Regions from separate parts of the Mus musculus genome. Here region 2 is linked to region 1. The links are chromatin contacts, called in public Hi-C maps. All regions are on one chromosome and are shown on one strand. The core of a region is the stretch at or near the end of the contact, and the rest is flanking DNA. Distances in the headings are between cores, read along the strand shown.

Evidence for each region. A called contact is a pair of places that touch in the nucleus more often than the background predicts.
Region 2: a Hi-C map of muscle stem cells shows a contact between it and region 1, with 1.8 times the contacts expected there. The contact joins two enhancer-like sites. A contact is called at or near these places in 1 of 15 datasets of contacts at CTCF or cohesin (the NIH/3T3 cell line), 9 of 484 Hi-C or Micro-C datasets (Sertoli cells, cortical glia, embryonic stem cells and 1 more) and 8 of 115 datasets of contacts at active chromatin or transcription factors (CD8 T cells, double positive thymocytes, embryonic stem cells and 5 more).

What each region holds. Positions count from the first base shown.
Region 1 is chr3:144,504,451-144,507,976 of GRCm38.p6, reverse strand. The region is part of intron 1 of Hs2st1 (heparan sulfate 2-O-sulfotransferase 1); the gene reads left to right. It overlaps Gm43707, which reads left to right. Exons shown (of 1, transcript XM_017319867.2): 1 at 1-3,526. Among named protein-coding and RNA genes, the nearest start is that of Gm43707, 6.0 kb to the left of the region's middle. Within about 2 kb of position 1,541, at least 142 of the 459 cell types and tissues checked have an H3K27ac peak or open chromatin away from gene starts, as enhancers often do. A contact at or near this core is called in extraembryonic endoderm stem cells and muscle stem cells, where this site is marked.
Region 2 is chr3:144,610,272-144,613,661 of GRCm38.p6, reverse strand. No RefSeq gene overlaps it. Among named protein-coding and RNA genes, the nearest start is that of Selenof, 42 kb to the right of the region's middle. Within about 2 kb of position 1,716, at least 52 of the 459 cell types and tissues checked have an H3K27ac peak or open chromatin away from gene starts, as enhancers often do. A contact at or near this core is called in extraembryonic endoderm stem cells and muscle stem cells, where this site is marked.

The DNA.
Region 1 (3,526 bases), core at 292-2,791:
CTCCTTTTCATTCAAAACCACCACAGACATTAAGAACCAAAGCCAGCACATTGAGCAGGGCAGGACACACCTTTGTTGTCTTTTCTGGCCCCCTTGTAATTGACCAAACAGTGCAAAACAGTTTCTATTTAGTTTTTATCTATTTGTTTACTGTAGTGCTAAAGATAACCCAGGGATAGCTGGACTTTTGGCTGCTTTGTCTGTTCGTATTTTTACCACTTTATCCCTTCCAGTCCCACAAAACTAGGGAGGAGAGAAAAAAGGCTGGAGGGGAAAGTGGGCGTCAATATTGTTAAGATGACTTCCTGCTGAGTAGGGGTGTCAGTTCCTTCGGGCAGTTTTGGTCTTCATCAGGCTCTCTCTAGCCAGCTACCAGTGACAGCAGGTGCAGCAGGGCTGCCCCATCTTGGGTGCCAGCATTTCTTTCTCTACCCTTTCAAGAGTCCCTAGAATCCCATGGGTCATACATTTGCAGAAACTGTCTGCGAGTGGCAAAATCATGTCCCTGCCAGAACACAAGGCAAATCATAGTCAGCTGCTGTGGACAATCTGAAGCAGCCCATGTCCCACACCTGGGACCAAAACAAACTACATTCTTGTAACGATTCTGTTTTTTACACTCTGTCACCGAGTTAACAGCCCAGCCTGGAGCAGTTTGAATAATGCTGCATATTTAACAGAGAATACATTCTTAAGTCTCTGGTAGATCTCCTCTTAAGGTTCATTCGTAATAGCCAGCAGGTTTCTTGTTTGGGGCATAGGGTAGTAAGACTATGGCTGTGTGGCACCAGCTTTTACAGTGGCTTCCTGTAACCTAACGCCAGAATTGGGTCTCGGTGGGAGCTGGGCATTTATTTGGTCAGCCTGGGAGTCTCCCAGCTCCTTGATGTACACCTGCCAGGGAAAGAAGCTGCTTTACTGAAAATAAAAGGAAAAGCTGGTTTTCTTCACGTTACCCACTAGTGGGGTGTGGGTACTACAAAGAAGGTAAACAAACACTGAGCAAGAAGAGTAACTTTGAGAACCCAGAGATGCCATTTGGCAGCAGACTGCAGACTATACCTTCTCAGCATTGATCTCAAACCGATATTACTTAGTTCTCAAAGATGCTGACTGGAAGCCAGCTACCCCCAAAGGTCCCAGGTAAACATGGCACAGTGTCCACCTAGAATCTGAGGCACAGCCTCTGCGCTTACTGACAGAGATCCAGGGTGGCTGTGACAGCTGTTGTTAAACTCCAAGGTCTTTAAGTAGGGACACCAGGGCAGTCTGCATCACTGTTCGTGAACCCTAGGCCCTTGGACTGAAAGAGAATTGTCACAGTGTCTTTTTCTTTCCTCTCTCCAACCTAACATAGTGGCTGGTATGTCACTTGGTGGATTCTAAGCATCAGTGAATGAATGGCACTGCCCCATTGGTTTGAGATTTCACTGCAGCTTATTTTTAACACTCAGGAGCCCAGCAAAGGAAAGCACCAGCAACAGCTGGCCAGTCCAGACAGGGAACTTGTTTATCCCTAACTGAGCTAATGCTGAGTCATGTTTGCCTAAAGATCCCTCATGTCAGGTGCCCAGCTGGGATTCCCAGCCTTCTGGGGAGAGAGAGGCTCAGAGGGAGAGAGAGGAATTCGAGGTGGACAATAAATTCCTTCACTTAGATAATGAACACAAGGCTGCACAAAGCTGCGCAGCTCTCAAGGGGAGCGTGCCCCTCACCCTGGCCACTCCCTGTCTTGCTGTTGAATCCAACTCTAGAGGAAGCTTGGTGTCAGACTCGGCTGCATATCTGAGAGATGGTGATGTGTGTGTTGTGCTATGCGGTGATGGGCAGCCTGCTTTTGACTCTGTTTTTCCTGAAGTCAGGGCTCAGTTGGAGGTAGTGAGAGACCCCCAAGAAAAGCAGTCACTCCCATGAGTCCTTTGACGCCAGGCTAACTCTCCTAATGTCAGTCAGGTCTCTTGACACTCAATTCCCTCTCTGGGATATACAGGCCACAGTAGAGGACAGACTGGGAAGTAACAACCCTATTGCTAGGCTTGTACTCTCATGGAGAATTTCTCATAGCTTCAACAAATAAACAGTTCAAGGGAACATCCATTTACCATACTGGAGTCTGGACCTAGGAGGCCCCTTAGGAACCAAAGGAGGAAGCAGTAGGATGGAGAACCAGATGGTTTGGTCTGAGTCTGTGGATGGCCCAGGGGGTGTGCATTGGTCCTCAGGGGCATGTGAGAGGGTACAGTGGTGAGGTGGAGGCATCCTGCCCCCTCGCTCCCCAGCACTAGGGAGGCTGAAGTTATGAAGTGGTTCAACTTAGGGGCCTCATCTCCAGCCGCCCTATGGCTTTCCTGGATGAAGCGCAGAAAGACTAACATTTTAATTTTTCTATTATGTAGACAGCGTGAAGACTCAAGGACAGGAATTAGATTTAGCCCCTTGGGATTGAGCTGCTAGAAACTACAGGTTTAAGGAGAGAAAATTAGATGAAAGGTTTTGGGGAGACAAGTACTTATGGCAATATCAGATTTATAATCTTACAGGTTTTGTGTATTTTTAAACATCTATTGGAATAATTAAATAAGTCAATCACCATGCTGGATACATCCTAGAGGAAGATGACAGGCACAAATACAGACATGCCTCCTGCTTCATCGGGGCTTACAGCGTATCCAGGATAGTAACCGAGGACCCAGGTCAGGCTCCCACAGTGGCGATGCAGTGGGGGAGCAGAGGTGGTGCAGCCTGGCTGGGAGCTCTTTCAGATTCTGTGCACAGGGAGGGTCTGCAAAGGTGAGCACCAAGGCCATGAGGAGACACCATGGTGGATCCTTGAAATGTGAAGAGGAATTACGTCAGCTTTTCCCCCTAGAAATGAGTGAAACGTACAGAAGAAAATAATACTTTAGTGTTTTAAAAGCAAACACTGAAAGATAGCCAGTGCTTACACAGAGCCCTGAAAGAGCCTGAGAGGAGGAGCTGCCCGTGCTTCTCGAGATTGTTCTGCGTGTGCTGCCTGTACATCATTTCCACCGGTCTTCCTCCCATCACCTCCACCCGTGCCTCCCTCCCCTTCCTTCACTGTTATTGGGGTGGGGTGTGTGTGTGTGTGTAAAATCTGCTGAGTCTAAGTGTTGCTTATATGCGTATGTGTTTAAAGGTGACTGGTTGAGATTGTATAACTTACGGGGCCACCCCCTCTCCTTGTTTCCTTCCCTCCCTCCCCTACCCCATCCTCTGTCTCCATTGATCCTGTAGCTCTTTATCTAGAGGTGGGACCCCGTGAGGTTTTCTCATCACATCAGCTGCTGTTGTCACTATGCAGGGTCTTACTATATTGTTTTGAGAACTCACGTAGCTTCCCTGTCACTTATTGACGATACCACCTAACAGCAGACCAGGGTCTCTGGCTCTTACAGCCTTTCTGCCCCTCTTCTGCATTATTCTCTGAGCCTTATGTGTAGAAGTTGGGTTGCAGATGTACCAACTGGGGTTGGGCACCCCATGGTCCCTTGTTCTCGGCATTCTG
Region 2 (3,390 bases), core at 467-2,966, 110 kb before region 1:
AGCCATCCCACTGACCTAAGAGTGAGTCGTTCTTGAACCAAACCGAACTGGCCCTATTAACAACACATAAAAACAAAGCAAAGAGTGAGGTCTTGCTAATCTCTGTCCCCTATCACTCCTCTGTTGTCGGCTTTAGCAGACCTGAGACTGCTATGGAATGCTTCTCAGGGACTTTATCAGGAACACATGCTCCCGGGCTGGAGAGATGGGTCAGTGGTTAAGAGCACTGACTACTCTTCCAGAGGTCCCGAGTTCAATTCCCAGCAACCACATAGTGGCTCACAACCATCTGTAATGGAATCCAATGCCCTCTTCTGGTGTGTCTGAAGACATCGACAGTGTACTCATATACATAAAACAAATAAATCTTTAAAAAAAAAAAAAGAAGAACACACACTCCTAATGATCAACACTCAGGATGCTGAGACAGGAGGATTACAAGTTCAAGGCCAGAATAGGGTATTTGATGAGATGCCGTCTCAAACAAACAAAAATGGAGCCGAAAGCCAAATCACCCCCACCCCAAAGCATCCCAAGGTCTCTGTGAAGAAAGTGAGTTTTCCTGTCATTTGAGCTCTGACAGTCCCTTCAAGCCACAGACGAATAAAGGCCATAGTAAACTCAGAGTAGATGGCACGTAGCAGAGACCTCTGGAAGGCATGGAGGGGACACAAATGATATAAAATGAAAAGCACTCCCTGGAAAAGTTTGATGGTAAAAGCAATGTCACTTTGTACAAGGAAGTTTGTATGATGCTAATAAGCAGACGAGAGGCTCCAGGGAAACACTCTTTCTAGACTGAAAGCAAATCGTGTCTAACTAACGTTCCTAACTAAGACCTCTGAGCTCAGTCAGGAACATCTATCATTTCGTTATGATGGGACTGAGTGTATACCACACGCCGTGTAAGTGAAGCCCAGTCCATGAAAGGATTAAACGATCAGGGCAATGCTTAAAGTCTTTCAAATAATGGTTTCTTCACACAAGGAGGGTCTTTTCTCTTTGCCAAAGTCCCATCATCACATTCCGTTCGTTCTAGCTGGCTGACCTGACATTGCTGCCCTTTGATTGCTGGTATTTGGACAGATAGGACTTTGAACAGTGAGTTAACCTTTGTGGCAACTGCAGTATCAGTGGGTGGGCCCAGAAGGAGTGTGTTGTGTTTTATAAAAAAGATAAGGAGTGAAGCGATATGTCTGGTGGATGTGTAGTCAGGTGTGGGGGAAGGGGGTGTCTTCATGGGCCCATGCTGGGGTATCCCTTCCCTGTAAGGTACCAGCCACACAACTGACCGTATAGTATAGAATAGAGTCTATTCAGGGCATGGAGAGGGGTGTTGAGAGGGTAGTAGAGACAGAGAAAGGCAGAGAGAGAGCCGAGGAATACAAGCTGGCCATGAGCACGGAGAGAGAGGGAGGAGGGGAAGGGGAGGAGGGGCAGGGGAGGAAGGGAAGGGATGAGAGGACAGAGGGAGAGCAAGAAGGCATGAGAGAGTGGAGGGGGCGAGCAGCCCCTTTTATAGTGAGTCAGGCACACCTACTGTTGCCAGGTAACTGTGGGACAGAGCCTGGACAAAGTGCTAACAGAGTGGACAGTAAGGTCATCAGGAGACTGGGAAAATGGAGCCTAGGTAAACAAGATGCTTCAGCACAGGGGCGGCAGTGGTGCCACAAGTTTACACTGAGTGAAAATGAAGGGTTAGTAATCACCCACAGAAGAAGGGAGGCAAAGCCGCAACAGAAACCAGAGTACAGTTGGGTCAAGCAGTGAAGAGTGGAAAACAGGACTAACAACGCAGTTTTCATTGCATAATTGTGATGCAGACTGGGAAGCCGGCCCACCCTCCCACCGACAAATAGCAAGCATCCCAGACTTAAACATTGCCAGAAAAAAAAAAATAAGCTTTCAGTAATGAACTGTAGCTAAGTTGTAATCCTGGCTCTGGGGCTGATGGGAGCATGTTAACCAAGGCCCTGGGGAATGTCAGAGACGTAAGCTGAAATCATGTTAATTCCTGGGTGTTCCAGAAGCCTCTGTGCATCGACATGATTGTTTGATTTCATGAAACCCTGACTCGTCACTTCTACACAATAAGAAGCAAAGACTGGTCTCAATTTCCTGCCAAGCAGTTTTTAGGTCACCCCTGGCCAGAAACATGTCTGTTTAGGGCTATTTTAATTTGGAAGTGTACTGGTATGTGCCTGATTTATGCTCTTTGAGGAAAAATCAGTATTGTTCGGGATGCGCTGTAGTAGTTAAGACTCAAGGAGCAACGTGGCACTCAGGTCTGGAATGGGGAGACACGGAGAAGGCTGAGTTTTACCCTACCCTCTGTTTTAACTCATCTGGGATTGCTATGACAAAACACCTAACTGAGGCAACCCAGAGAGTGGCGATTCTCAACCTGTGGGTCATGACCCCCGGGGGGGGGTTGCCTAACAGGTATCCTGCATATTAGATACTTAATTAGGATTCAGAACAGTAGCAAAATTACAGTTACAAAGTAGCAAGGCAGTAACTTTATGGTTGGAAGGGGGCCACCGGCATCAGGAAGGCTGAGAAGCACTGTGATAGACATTTACTGGGAGCTTAGAGTTTCAGAGGGTGGATTCATGACCATCACGGCAGGGAGCCCGGCAGCAGACATGCAGGTATGGGGGTGGAGCTGGAGCGGCAGCTGGGTGCTTATGTACTGAGCTTTGAGCTTTTGAAACCTCAGAGCCCACCCCAGTGACACACCTCCTTTAACAAGGCTATACCTTCTTATCCTTTTCAAACATTCCCAGAAACAGTCAACCATAAGAGCCTAAGGGGCCATTCTTATTCAAACCACCCCATCCTCCCTCTGTGTGGCTCTGCTCTTGCCAATCCCTCTCCTCCAGACTCTCGCTCCTGTGTTTGCAGCCATGCTTCTCTATGGCTCTGACCCATGAGCTCTCGCTCATACTGACTTCTGCCTCACTGGCCATCTCTGCCTCCTCCCCCTCCTCCTCTTGCTCATCCTCTTCCTTCTCTTATTCTTCCTCCTTTCCATCTCCTCCTCTTCCTCCTCCTCGTTTGTAAGTACCCTCAGTCTTCCTTTTGGATAAGCCACACCTTCTTTGGCTTTACAGCCAATCTAGCTCTTTCCTAGAATTGTTCTCATTTCTCCAAAAAAAACCCGTTCCACTCTTCCCTCCACCCAATTTCTTTTCAGCTCACGTCTCTGTCACCCTCTTGGATCCTACTGTGTGGCACTGTCGTGGGTTGAATTGTAATATTCATTAGTCCTAAACCCTAGTACCCAGCATATGACTGCATTTGGAGACTTGAGAGAGAGAATTAAATTAAAATCCAGTCATTATGGTGAAACATAATCAATACGATCAGTGTGTTATAAAAAGGCATAAT